2 separate regions of the Mus musculus genome follow, and region 2 is linked to region 1. Evidence: chromatin contacts called from public Hi-C data. All regions are on one chromosome and are shown on one strand. Each heading gives the region's core, a stretch centred on a gene start, on an enhancer-like site or on the middle of the called end of the contact. The rest is flanking DNA. Distances are from core to core; before and after follow the strand shown. Region 1 overlaps Gm42211 (a long non-coding RNA gene). Region 2 overlaps 4930556A17Rik (a long non-coding RNA gene).

The links. Hi-C and Micro-C count contacts between places; a contact is called where the count stands out from the background.
Region 2: a Hi-C map of uterus shows a contact between it and region 1, with 2.2 times the contacts expected there. The contact joins two enhancer-like sites. A contact is called at or near these places in 3 of 484 Hi-C or Micro-C datasets (CD4 T cells, group 2 innate lymphoid cells and uterus) and 1 of 115 datasets of contacts at active chromatin or transcription factors (Th17 cells).

Annotation. Positions count from the first base shown.
Region 1 is chr3:37,684,252-37,691,267 of GRCm38.p6, reverse strand. Gm42211 (a long non-coding RNA gene) reads left to right here. Exons shown (of 2, transcript XR_880785.2): 2 at 446-804. Among named protein-coding and RNA genes, the nearest start is that of Gm42211, 7.2 kb to the left of the region's middle. Within about 2 kb of position 3,972, at least 140 of the 459 cell types and tissues checked have an H3K27ac peak or open chromatin away from gene starts, as enhancers often do. A contact at or near this core is called in Th17 cells and uterus, where this site is marked.
Region 2 is chr3:37,843,054-37,850,069 of GRCm38.p6, reverse strand. It overlaps 4930556A17Rik (a long non-coding RNA gene), which reads right to left. Exons shown (of 3, transcript XR_880780.3): 3 at 1,770-1,966. Among named protein-coding and RNA genes, the nearest start is that of 4930556A17Rik, 18 kb to the right of the region's middle. Within about 2 kb of position 4,234, at least 87 of the 459 cell types and tissues checked have an H3K27ac peak or open chromatin away from gene starts, as enhancers often do. A contact at or near this core is called in Th17 cells and uterus, where this site is marked.

The DNA.
Region 1 (7,016 bases), core at 2,723-5,222:
ATGTGACTTGACTCCTCCAAAAACCAGGTCTGCTGTTGAGCTGAAGCCTTCCCAGCGCACCAGCAGTAGGTTAGCACATACTCTGCTCACCACGTTCATATGTGCATGTGGACTGAGAATCACGAGACAGCCAAGACTGAAGACAGCATCCTTTTACTGAAATGAGCAACGCGTGGGGAGTAAATCACCCACATTGCTACGGCTGCAGCATCCCCAGACTTTAAAGGTGGGGCAACATTTGAGGACCATGGTCATGGTTGTACTCCACAGCCCATCTGCATCTTGATGTTTGTTACATTTCTCCTGTCTGAAACTGGCCTAACTGTATCTGTCAGTTTTAACTTTTCAATGTGAATTTTATGATAGTCACAAAATTGACTCTATATATGTACATACATTGTGTGTATTAGTGACACATCTAACTCAATTATTTATCTCTTTCTAGGTCACACAATTCATCTGGTTTGTTCAAACTTTGGAAACCTTCCTCCAGTCCTCAGATAACAGAACCGAAGAAGTTCAGATCTAGGTTGACTGGCTGTCATTTTTTTCTCCAGCTGTGTCTAATTTCTAGTAGAGACCCTCCTGTCAGTATGGATCACCCCCATACATCATCAGAAGCTCAAGTACCTCTTATGAGTGTTACCTACAGATTAACTGTCTCACACACACACACACACACACACACACACACACACACACACACACACACACTAAAATGGCTGAGGATTTATCTTCGCTGGTGAGAAATGTGGAACCTTGTTATTTAAAGTAAGGAATAGATGAGTGAAGGACAGGAACTCATGTCAAGAGTCTCTGGTATTTTTCATTTTATCATTGGCCAGATAGATGGAAGGATGGATGGATGGATAGATGAATGGGTGGGGGATGGGTGGGGGATGGGTGAGTGGATGGATAGATTCATGGGTGGATGGAAAGCTGGACAGATGGATGAACCCAGGGCCTCAAGCATGTAAAAAATTCATTGTGTCACTGAGCTATACTCTCTACCCTCCGAGGGTCCCTTTTCTTTTTTAACTTTCATTTGTTAGAAAAGTTGGCCTTTTGAAAATGGTCATCTAGCAACTTGCCATGATCAGCCACAGCTTTGGGAGTAGGATCTCCCTGGGAACTGCCTCATGGGGATCCAGATGAGGAGATATGGCACAAACTGGTGCTGAGAGCTGATGGGTGTGCTCATCCTCAGTCAGATGTGTGGGATCCATGTCTGTCACTCAGCAGCCCTGGACCGTGGAAGAAGGCTTCTCAGAAAATCCCAGAGTTCACCTGCTGCCACCAAGGTTTTGAAAACTGCTTCAAGTGTTTTGGGTTGTAGACTTAGCATCCTTCTTCTGACATCTGGGGGGCATTCCCTGACCATGAAGGCCAGCTTTCTGACCTCTGCACTGGGATAGCCCTTTCCTGAGTACCTAAATCTAGATTAAACCCTATGCATCTAAAACCACAGGTGAATTCTACCTTCCTAGCCAGTCTGTCTGTCTGTCTGTCTGTTCGTCCACTTGTTTAGGAGTGTCATCTACCTAGCCCCTACAGATAGCCACACTCAGGTAAAAAGTCCCCATCTCTGTGGTTTCAAATGACTGTTCCTACTGTAAAAAGAAGCCAGACTTCACAGAGAAAGGGCTTCTCAGCCTCATATTAAGTCCCAAGAATTCCAGCCAATTATTCTTTACAATATCAGGCTAGCTAGTTATTTGCAACTATTCTGCTCTTATAAAAAATAATACATCTTAGTTTTATAATCACATTTTTGTTGGCATCTCCAGTAACCGAAAATGAATCTGTATCTCTTAGCAGGTATCTTAAATTCCCATTTACAAGTGGAAAGGCTGACTGAATGGTCCTGGCTGACATTACAGTCCTTACTTCAGAATACCATTAAAAAAAAAATCCAACACCATTTGAAATAGAAAATTTCAAAAAATAATGGCAATATTTTATAGCCAGTCCCATGAATATTATAAGGGGCCACACCTTGAAACTTCATTTTTAACTTAAAAATACAAGCCACACAACTCCAAGTGATTAATTTTAACTTTTAGGAACATTTTATTGTATTTTTCCTGAGGATTTTTACTCAAAATTTTCCACGTCTGGCTTTTCCCACTGTGTGTTAGCTCCGGTCTCTGACAAGCCTTCTAACTGTACTCACAGATAATGGGAGGCTGGAGGGGGTGTGGAGGGGGTGAGTGAATGATTGATTGGCTGAGATAGGAACTGTGGGAGAGAGACTGGGGAAGACAATAGGGCCTCATATGTCCAAAGCTTCCTTTCCAGGATGGTCTGCTTTTCTTTCTATTGTGAGAAAACACTGACCAAAGGAGCGAAGGTTTATTTGTCTTACACTTCCAGGACACAGCCCATTACTGAGGGAGGTCAGGGCAGGCACTCAAACAAGAACTTGAAGCAGGAACCATGAAGGGACTCTGCTTGATGACTTGTTCTCGGGCTCACATTCAGCTGGCTTTCTTACATAGCCTGGGACCACCAGTCTAGGGATGGTACCACCCACAGTGGGCTGAGCACTCCTACATCACTCAACAGTCAGGACAGCTTCCTATCCGTGATCTCACTGGCCAATGTGATCTCACGATTGATGGGTCCCTTCTCTGGTAAATCCAGGCTGTGCCAAGTTGACAGGGAAAGCTAACTAGGATGGCCAGACTTCTCCAGTCAGGGTGTCAAGACTGCAGGGGCATTGACTGCATCTTCTATAACGCTGAGAGTCTGCCTTCTCTGGAGTAGGAGCCACCGTGCTGCTCCCTAAGGACCATCCATGTCCTCTCACCTTGCCTCTGCTGCATGGAGTGACTCCGCAGGACCCTCCATCTCAAACACACCACCAATGTGTCACACGCCTTCCCTTTCTCTGTCCCTCCCTCCCTTTTGTCTCCCTTCCCCTGTACCTGGGCCCATCTTAGTAGCAGATATGAAGGAGGATGTAAAAGCAAAGGCCGCTGTCCCTGGTGTCCTGTAATTGAAGGAACTCTTGGACAGAAGTCCTTCCTCTCTGAGTCCTGTGCTGTTATCCACCAGCGACCCTTCACAAAGTTGGTGCTATGCCCTCTATGACCGCTGTGGAGCTTGTGTAAAGTTCCCCAGGTCTGCTTTGGTCTTCAGGTGGGGGTCAGAGCACAAAAAGCACTGAGAGGTTCAAGTAGGGAATAGTGACCTTCTGGAGTAGATTTAGTTTCAGTGATTTAGGGCAACTCCTGTTGTGGACTTAAAACTTAAAATAATAATAATTAATAATCAAGGCATTAAACCTGGCTTAGTGCTGACTGGATGTCCAGCACTCGGAAGGGAAGCAAGATCACATGTTCAAGGTCATCCTCTGATGCGTGGTTAAGTTTGGACAGAGGAAAGAACTTAGGACCAAAGCCGTGTCAGGAAACACAAGTCAAACCAAGTACTGCTGCCTGCACAGCGTGAATGAGAGTGCTTGCTGAAAGCTGCAGTCCCTTTATGCATACCGTGATAATCCCCAAGTGCCTTTGCAGTTCTACAATCTCCTGGCATCTCCTCTGCCCCAAAGCTATACACACTTAATGCATGCTCAGTGTAATAAGACTATGCGGGAGAAGTCTCTGATGGACGAGTTCTGAACAAGTCCTTTTAAGGACTTGACGAATGGGTGAAATTCTAAGAGGAAGGAGCGATGTCACCAAGATGCCTGAGAGGAGGGCAGAGGGCGGGCAACTCTGCCGACCGGCAAGCAGCACTTACACAGGTAATCAGGTTTCTGCCTATGGAACGGAAAGAAGTTTCGGTTGGATCCGGTTCAACAGGACACGAGCCGGAAGGGCGGCTTTAGTCCTCTGATGTAAGACGTTATGTAAGTCAAACAAATGCGCCCGTCTTTCAGGAATGCCCCACACAAGCTGCACGAACCTTCCTTCGGGAGACAGCCAGGGTGAGAATGTTTGTCCACGCTGGGTTGGCAGTGCGCCTGCCTTGCACAACCCTCTCTGGAATCCATTACCACGCCCTGCCCCCAGCTCTCTCTGCATTCGGTGCAGGGCACTGACCCACATCAAAGTGGAGCCTTGTGGCTCCTACGTCCCCAGTGTGACAGGGAAGCTCCCTCTGCTGCAAGCAAGCCCACCTTGTCCTCACTCCTGTCTCTAATTGTGATTCTTAAGCCAACTTGGAGGAAAGAAATCCCAGCGAGGATGAGCAAATACGAGACTGAAAGAATAAAGGATAAAGACACGACCTTGTCTGGTTAGCATCCCCACCCTTAGCAACACCACAAAGTAGCGATGATCTGCAAGTTCAGCACCCAGGAGTCAAATGCAGGAGGGTCATGAGTGCCCGGCCAACTGGACCACATCCTGAGTTCCGGGCCCCTAGGGTTACATTGTTAAGACTTAGATTCCAAACAAAAGAGAATCAGACCTTCACTCCCTAAAAGCTACTAAGGAGCATGCCTCAGGTTAGAGCCAAATCAGCCTTTCCCTTGTCTTGGTATGATAAGACAAATTCAGTCCACACCATAAAAACCTTTAAAAAGCCATTGCTTTTGTACAATCCAGAGAGTGATCTATCTACATTAGCCATATTTTGAGGTTTGAATGGGTATGTTTTTTAAGTATACAAGTCAAAAGAAAAGAGGGAGGGAGAGAGAGGGAGGGAGGAAGGGAAAGAATCAGAAAGAGATTGAGTGGGTGAGCAAACATTGGCTAATTGACTGCTCAAAACACCCAGCAGAATTACACCGGGTAAGTCAAGGGGTCCGCTAACGTTCCTTCTCCCAGTGATCTTTCTCGCACTGTTGAACTTCCGGCTGTTCCTCCCCACTACAGACATTTTTATATTAGGGGGATAAACAATCGCATCCTCTCTTCTAGTTGTTCTCAGGGACAGTGTTTTCATTCCTGAGCTGTTTGTCGATTTTCTCTCTATCACAGACTCAGAAGGCAGCCAATCTCCAGACCTTGGGGGTGGGCACTTTGAGACAAATCTGTTTAGGTATGAAATGGGGCTGGCAACCCCACCTCCAGGCTCATCTTCTTGGTGAGTTCAAACAGCACATGACAATTTAACATCGTGCCCCTTACGGTTACATCACAAAAGTCAACAATCCCAGGGTCATTTAAAGGAGGGGTTAGATTGATCTCAGACCAATCACTACCAAATAAGGAGGGCTTATCAGTGAACTTCTAACCTCTTCTTTCTCGAAGGCCATATTTGTTACATCTGGGGACTGTGACCACTGAAGAGAGCAGCAACAATTATGAGCGAGGGCACGGGGTCCTCACTGCTCGCTGATGCTCCTGTACCCCTCACCCTCGCTTCATGGTAGAGGTGGCATGTCCCCAGCTTCTGAGCAACATAGTCAGTTTTCCCCTCAGCTGGCATTTGTGGCTCTCATCCTCACGTCTCAGCTCCTGAAGCGAGCCAAAAGCTTCCTACTGCTTTTATTTGGAAGTCTACACAGACACTGTGTCTCCAGGAGTCTGCTTTTTTTTTTTTTTTTTTTTTTTTTCCCCTAGACTGCTGTCATGCACGATTGTCATTAATCTTCTGGTCACTTCTAGCTCAGCTTGAAGAGTGGTTTTCCTCACTGGTGGCCAGGTATGCCCTAAGGTGGCATTTTATGGAAGTGGGGGAAAGAGATAGACAGACAGACAGATAGACAGACAGACAGACAGACAGACAGGTTCTCCCATTGAAGCTACACCCGATACTGCAGAAGCATTTGAAATCACAAGCTTTGACTTGAAGGTCATCTGGAGTCAGACTCCCAGAACACGCTCCTCTTCTTTCTTCTTCCTTCTTCTTCCTTCTTCCTCCTTCTTCCTCCTTCTTCCTCCTTCTTCCTCCTTCTTCCTCCTCCTTCTTCCTTCTTCTTCCTTCTTCCTCCTTCTTCCTCCTTCTTCCTCCTTCCTCCTCCTTCTTCCTCCTTCTTCCTCCTTCTTCCTTCTTCTTCCTTCTTCCTCCTTCCTCCTCTTCCTCCTCTCCCTCCTCCTCCTCCTCCTCCTCCTCCTCCTCCTTCTTCTTCTTCGGAAGCACTGGCTTCCTTATGGGCAAAGTGGGAATGACAGTGCAAATTACCCGGTCCAGATCTGCAACTGAAGTCCTAAAAGCTCCAAAATCAGAACTGTCCTGAGCACCTGCACCAGGTGACATGGGTCAGATTCCTCAGCTGTCTCGGTGGTAGACTATCAAACTACACACAGTATAGTCTATCAGAACGTGTCCAGGCTGCATGGAGGAGGTAAACAGAGAGATACAGGACTGCCTAGGCTCGGATCCCATTCCCAAGACACCTCACGATACATATGTAAACATGCCTAACTCAGGGGCAGAGGGAACCTAAAATTGAAAACACTGCTTGGCCGAGCATCTCAACTGCCTCTGAACTCAGGTTATCAGGTTTGGTGGCAATCGTCTTCACCTGTGGAACCATCTTGGTAGCCCTCGGAGTTCTAATTCTAACTGTATATTGTGGTGTTCTTACTTTTCTTCCTCACTGTTGTGTTAAGCCACTTTCCCGAGTGATACTCGGAAAACACAGCGTTCCCTCCCCCTTTACATGGAGAGGCAGGAGTGCTTCAGGGAGTCTTCTATGGGCAGATACCACGTTCCATCCCACCTGAGCAGCCTGAGCATCTGCAAGCAAGCTCTTCCTGTCCCTGGCTAGCAAGGATGGTATGCTCCAACTTGGTCCTCATGGGCAAGTCTGATTATCCACGGGCTGTAGTTAGGTGTCCGGAGGCAATGCTTGCCTTGGGGAAATGTATGGCGGAGCTGCCTTTCCCTAGCACATCTTCTAAAGAGACTGGGAAACAACTGTGTGGGAGATGGAAGTTAGGCAGTTGTTTTTATTATTACTATTAACAATATTTCACACTAGATCCACAGCAAGAAGTTGTACTAGGGCTTCAGTTCTCTTTAAAAAACGGGAAAGACTGGAGGAGGTAGGGGCAGGAGAGGCTGGATTCCTATGCCTCTCATGTCTACCTCCCCAGGGGCAATGGGAACTTCATCTG
Region 2 (7,016 bases), core at 2,985-5,484, 160 kb before region 1:
CTAGCAGAAGGACATCATATATGGAAATATTAAGGATCCCACTAAAACAAACCAACAAAACACTGTACAAAAAGCAAGTTCCTCACAGGTGAGAATCCCAGAATTGACAAATCAATGACCGTCAGATCATGTTCTACACACTAGTGATGAACTCTCTGGAGAGGAAGTAGAGAAAGAATACGTGAAAACAATGAAGACTTGGAGTTGAGCCTATCTATTCCGGTGAGAGACATACACATTGAAAACTAGAAAACACTGATGAAAAATAGTTTAAAAGACATAAGTAAAGATATACTATGCTGTGTTCTAAGCTAACTGCGGAGCTGGTATAATCCTTATCCAATTGGGGTGTGTGTGTGTGTCAGTATGTGAGGGTGTGGGTGTGTCTCTGTTCTTGTGTGTATGTACAAGTCTTGGCAGATGACCTCAAAGGTCAGAAGAGCATGTCAGATCCCATGTAACTGGGAGTTCAAGTGCTTGTGAGCCTCCTGATGTGAGTGCTGGGAATGAAACCTGGTTCTACTGCAAGAAAAGCAATGACTCTTAGCCTCTGAGCCATCCCTCCAGTCTTGGGGAAAAGTAAATTTCAAGTTTCTATGGAGTCACAAAGAATCCTGTAAAGCCCCAAAATCTTAGAAGAAAATAAAGACACGTCAGCATCCCCTGATTTTTTTATATCAAAATATTCAGCCATCCCAGACGAGACACCCTAGTCATTAAAGCGTCCTAGAGTGCTACAGGATTAAGCCCACAGGCAAATAGTCAACTGACTGCAGCAGGAATACCAAAAATACACAATCAGTAAAGAAGACTCAGCAAATGGTGATGGCACAACCAGATGTCCACATGCAAAAGACCAGAGTTGGAGGCATCTCACACCACACAGAAAAAGAAAACTAAGTGCTAAGCTGTAAAATTCTAGTTTGTCCTGACAGTGATTTTGCCAGTGACACCAAAAGTATGCACACCAGCGGCAGACATAACTGGTGGGACCACATCAGACCAGCAAGCTTCTTCACAGCAAAGGAGGGAACAAGCCTCGACAGCCTGCAGCCCAGCATATAGTCACAGCTTACATATGGTACAGAACCACTCTCCCAATTCAAACCCTTCTCCTGCCTCTCTACGCCAATTATTCCAGTAGCCCAATTTGCAAATGGCTCATGAATCTGAACAGACATCTCTTCAAAGAAACAAGTGAGTCTATGAAAAGATGTTCGATATCAGAAAGATACAACCAGAGCCACAGAGCCTGACACTGCTGACTTCCAAATCAGGTGACTGACAGGGACACCGAGGCATAGAAGTGTAATAGTTCAAGGTTAAAGTGACTGCCATTTAATCTTCTGGTTAGAATGATGGTGTTTTAACCAATAAAGCACAGAACAGAAAGTAAACTTGGATGGAATCGCATTCTCAGACTCTTTCATGATCGTGTAATTTTCGGGTACAGCAAAATGGCTCAGCAGATAAAGGTGCTTGTCATGCAAGCCTTGGAGACCTGAGTTCAGTCACTGGCACACATTGTCCCCACCGTGAGGCTAAGCAAAATAAACCTCTCCTCCCCCAGAAAGTTTGTGTCAAGCACTTGATCTCAGCGATGATCAAACTAAATAACATGGCCGATACTTCAGATATGAGGCTCTGAGTAACATCTAATGGGCCCATCTCTGTTAGCTAGTCTGGCATTTGTTACTATTAACTGCCTTTGTGTTCTAGATCAGGAGAGTTTGGAAATGTGGAAAATACAACGTCAAGAACAAAAGCCCTGACCCACATCAAGTGTGGTAGGTTTAATATCAAAACAGAAGGAAGTATAATGTCGAGAGCCAATCAAGTCTATGGGCTACGGAGATTAAAGAAAATGTGACATTAAGCCAGGCCCCTTGGTGATGGGACCTGAGCTGCTGACATGCTTCCATCCAGGGCTCTGCGCATGTGTCTCACTCACTCTTTGCAGCTGCATCTAGAGGAAAAGAAGAAAGACAATATTAATTTTATTTTTTCTCTCTGCTTCATAAGAAAAAAATGCTTGACCCATAGTAGTCATATTTTATAAAATCTCAAGAGAAATATGTGCCAGGAAATTAGACTTTATGAGAAGTTAATAAGTAGGTAGAAACATACAGAAGGTCCTGTTTATGTTATATGAATAGGCCATTTTTAGCATCCTTTAATAAGACAAAGGTTCAACTGAAAGAAGCCACTAGCATGTGTGCCTAACAGCAATAGGCACATAGTTTGTCTGTAATAAATGGTACCTGTTAGAGTTAGATCTCCACTATTAAACAGTTACCAGAGGTCATGGACTGTGTTCACCAAGCATGTAAATGAAGTTTGGTGATAAACTTGGTGTAATTAAACATTGTAAGTTCAAACGGTAATTTGTTTCCCAGTTTCTCAAGTCTTGTGGCAATAGATTTCCTGGTCTTTGATCCACAGAAGTCAGGCACGGCTGTAATCAGGATTAAGCATAACACACTTGTTACAATAGGGTTGGCGATGACTCTATGGGTAACTGCACCAGCACCAAGACTGACAGCCTGAATTTAATTCCCAGGATCTACATGATGGAAGGAGATAACCCACTCTTCTGACCTACAAACACACACGCACACACACACAAACACACACACACACACACACACACACAAGCGTGAACATCATGAACCAACCTCCCCCCCTTCATCTATCTTCAGCCAAACATCCTTCAGCCATTCCTGCCAACCTGTGCCCTTTTCCCTGAGTATCTCACTTCTTCCTGATCTCAGGCTGCTCCAGAGACATAATACAGTGAGAGTTACACACACACACACACACACACACACACACACACACACACACACACACACACACCATAAGGAGGAGTATTCCTTACCAAGAGACAACTCTCACAATCAATCACATTATCTAACCTGTCCACAATTTACTCCAAAATAAATGAAGAGCTGAGGGCCTTACTGAGATGGCTCTCAGGAGAAGTCATGACAAGCCTCCGTGAGAACGGTTCACACATTCATCTCTGGGGGACCAAGGCCCAGCTGTAGCCACATCACGGTAGGGCATGGTCTTCTTTCACTATGACTCCACACAAGTGACCCTCAGTGACCAGCAGATTGCAGATAGAAAGCTCCAGTGGCTAGCTGAGCCTGGCACCAAGCCTTTTACTCCCCTTACAAATATTAAACACCTTCCATGACTAGTGGCATTCTCAGACAGCTCCCACACAGCTGTAGCCAGCTGGGCTCAGCTGCAACTGGTCACAGAGTAAGGACCAGATGAGCCTTGTCCACTGAAAACGTGCAGACAGCAGAGCCCTGCACTGCTGAGAAAGCCATGGACCAAGAGGACCAAGAGGAGAGAGTGCATCTGAGGTACCCACATGCCCCTGCTCACATCCTGTAGAGCAGGTAGTCCCCAGAAACAGTGACTTTCTTGTGGCCTTGTTTTTCAGGGTTTCTTCTCAGTGAGGGAACATTTAGGAGGCACTGTGCTGTCCTTAGTTGCTTGTCTCTTTTTCCTCCATCCTAGGCTGTAAAACAGTCATGGAGAGTTAGGGCTCTGGAAAGTGACTTAACAGCTGTAGCTGCTAAGGCCAAGGGATGGAGCTTGCACAACAAGAGAAGGGCAAACTTTTCAACCCTCAGAAAACTGCTTAACATCTTAGAGCTAACACTGTCTTCCCAGTCTCCCATGTACAAGAAGACCTGACGACAACCTTAGGTCACAGTGCAAGTCCTGAGCCAAACAGAAAGTGGCTGCATGTCTTTGAGGTAAAGGCAGGAACAAGTCTGCCCACGTACTTCAATCCTGTTCTGCAGCAGGGTTGAGGTGACCTGTGTCCTGTGTGTTCCTGTCCATCTTTCCTGCTTCCACCCTGGGTCACACACACACACACACACACACACACACACACACACCTCTGTCAGTGAAACCTATAGATCATGTTTAAAGCGTCTAGAAACAGTAATTGAAGAACAGGAAAGACCCCTAATGTAAGGACTATTTAGATTGAAGAGTGTCTGTTAAAAGTGTCATCTCTACAGGCAACTCAAGATGCAGCCTCCTGTTTAACCACACAGACAGGATCACAGGGGGAAATTACCTCAACACGTTCCTATGAGAGCTCGGGCATGCCTCTGTCTTGACTCACTTTTTCCCAGTGTGCCTAAGTCCACTGAAGGTTTCTAAAGAGCTCCACAAAGTCTTGCCTCAGGCGCTGCCACCTGCTAACCATTTCGAGAGACAGTTCCATGCCCTGTTTGCAAGCCTACGTTTTCATTACTGAGAGCCAGTGCTCAGAGCATGGCAAAACAGTTTAGTTCATGATACCTCTAAAGATTATTTCCCACTGACAAATTTGGCCCCTGTCCAGAGGATCAGGAAGCTTCTGGAAGGAGTCTGCCTCAGGTTTGCCAAGTCTCCCCTGCTGGGCTAAAGACACCTATTAAAACTCCAGAAAGAGCAAACCTCAGGAGACCATGAAGCAGGGACTGTGGTCCCAAGCGTTTCGAAGTTTGAAATTAATCTGGCCTCCACTCCCTAAGTTCCAGTGCCAGAGGGAGTTTGTTTTGCAACTGTGAATTTCTCACTGTGAGACACATGGGTCCTGGTGAGATCACACAGTGTAACTGTGGCACTTCAGTGAAGCCAGCCAAGTTCAAATCCACTTGGCTTTCCTCTTCTCCCAACATCCTTAGTTCGCACCCGCAACCGTGGCACTAAGAGGTGTTTGTGCAACTCGGAAGTGAGTCTGAAGAATAGGTTCCATTGAAGACGTGCTCGTACTGGACTGAAAATTATAGACTTACAAGGCTTCAGGGAGACAGGAGTGAGAGTCATCTGTGGTTGAAACCCAATAGTCGTTCCTGCCTGGTCTGTGATTTTCTACAGTAATGGGAGTTTAGTCAGGAATTGGGCCATCTGAAACACTCTTACCTCCTAGTGTTTTTGAAGCCAGCTGTAGCCGTTTGTCTAACTTCTGGATATGAACTAAAATGATACTTACAATCTATGACACATGTTCTCAAAAGACAACTCCTTCCTTCTTCCATTCCCCGGAAACTGCTATACTAGAGCTCTCCAGGATTCATGGCCACTTCATGGTCCTATAAATAGAGGCTGTGTATGATGGAGCACCAAGCCAGGGGATTCATGTATCAGCCTTCACACTAGCTTTTTATTTCTTCTCTCTGGGCACGCAGCAAAACAAAAATATCTCCTCCTGAGCTTCAGAGCTATTCTCGCCCAGCTCCTCTCCGGATGTATCATCCAACTCCATCTTCACTGGGCCTCCACTGAAAATGTTTCCAGATGCAATTTGGTTCTGTTTGTTTATTTGTTTTCTCAACTATCTCCATGGCTATTAACTGTAAAAATAGTCTACATCTGTCATTGATTTTTAAACGTCTGCATATTTATTTTCCAGGCAGAAGAAAACGAAGTGCTTTTTCCTCTTCCTCGCTTTGTTATTTACTCTCTGGCCATGTGTCTCTGTTCTTTCATCCAGTCTGGAACCCTGGGAGATCTCGTCCATCTGCAGGATTAACATTCACGCAAACAGCCAGAGTGTGTGCGAAACACAGCATTCCCACCGCCGCCACAGTGTCCTCGGAAAACTTTTTTTTTTAAAATATCAGCTTAAGTACAAAGCCTTTGAATGGTTAAGTGGGATCCAACCCAACAGTCTAGGCTCACTAAAAACTTACTGAGGACAAAAGGCAACAGCTTACAGAAGAGTGTGTGTCAGTGTGAAGAGATAGCATCGTGGAAGATCATTCATGGTCAAACAATGTTTGTTATGTGCACACATACATACTTGCTTGTGTGCACACACACTCATGTATACCATACCAGATCAAAAATGGCTTCTGTTGTGTGTACTTCTTAATAACTATTGGCAGAAGTCATCAGCAAAGCTTCCTGGTCTACGCTGTATTCATCTGTTTATCTTTTCTGTCCTCCTTCTAAATCACCAGAGAGAGAGAGAGAGAGAGAGAGAGAGAGAGAGAGAGAGAGAGAGAGAGAGAGAAGTAGAGAGACCCTAAGAGTGTATTAAGTAGAGAAGGATCTTTTCCATACTCCCAACCCAAGAGACTGTCACACATGAACATGGCCTCTGCCCCTCAAGAACAGTACCTCAACCCAGCGATACGAGATCATTCCACAAAGTAAACAAAGGACTTTTTCCTCTTCTTCACATTACTAACTCTCCTGTCATGTCTGCTTCAGTTGGTCTATGTAGTCTGGAAGCCCTGGAGATCTCTCCCTTCAGCAGGCTCCTCTTTCTTACTGCCGTACTACTCAGTACTACCTTGAATGACAGAACAGTTAGAAAGAGTCGGGCTTTAAAGCTGAAGACTATTAGTTAAGGAAGTAAACCCACCCCTTTAATAATCCTCTCCCTCTCCCCTCTCCCCTCTCCCCTCCTCCCTCCCTTTTCTCCCATGCTGTCTGAAACACAGCAATATTTAAAATTCATGCAAAAGTGGGTGAAGGTGTCTGTGATGAGGGTTGTCAAGTGGAAACCACAAGGCTGAGTCTGGGTGTGGCCAGTTGAAGGTCAGCCTTTGCATCTGGAAATGAAGCCTTTGGAGTAGGTCGTTTCTAGGCTCTCTTGGTGAACTAACATTTTATTAGTCTGTTATTATGAGTCTTTGTCAAAATAATTTAAAAATACATCGTTATTTTTTCTTACTCAAAATCTGGAGACGATGGCATATTTGTATTCACGTCTTTGGCGTATGACTCACTAGTCGAGTGACTTTTGTCAAGTCTAAGTATATTAGCATTCATCTACACACAGTCACCAGTGCTTCTGAGAAAATCATTTAACATGTGGGGACAGAACTCCCACCAAAGGATTGGATTTGTTTCTCAGTTCCATGATTTTATGATTCTCCAAAAATGGATTGCTGAGTTTAATACATAATAGAATTTCTGTTTGTGGGGGGGAAACAGTGGTTCTGAGATAAGGTCTCATGAATCCCAGGCTGGCCTCGCGACTTGTTACATAG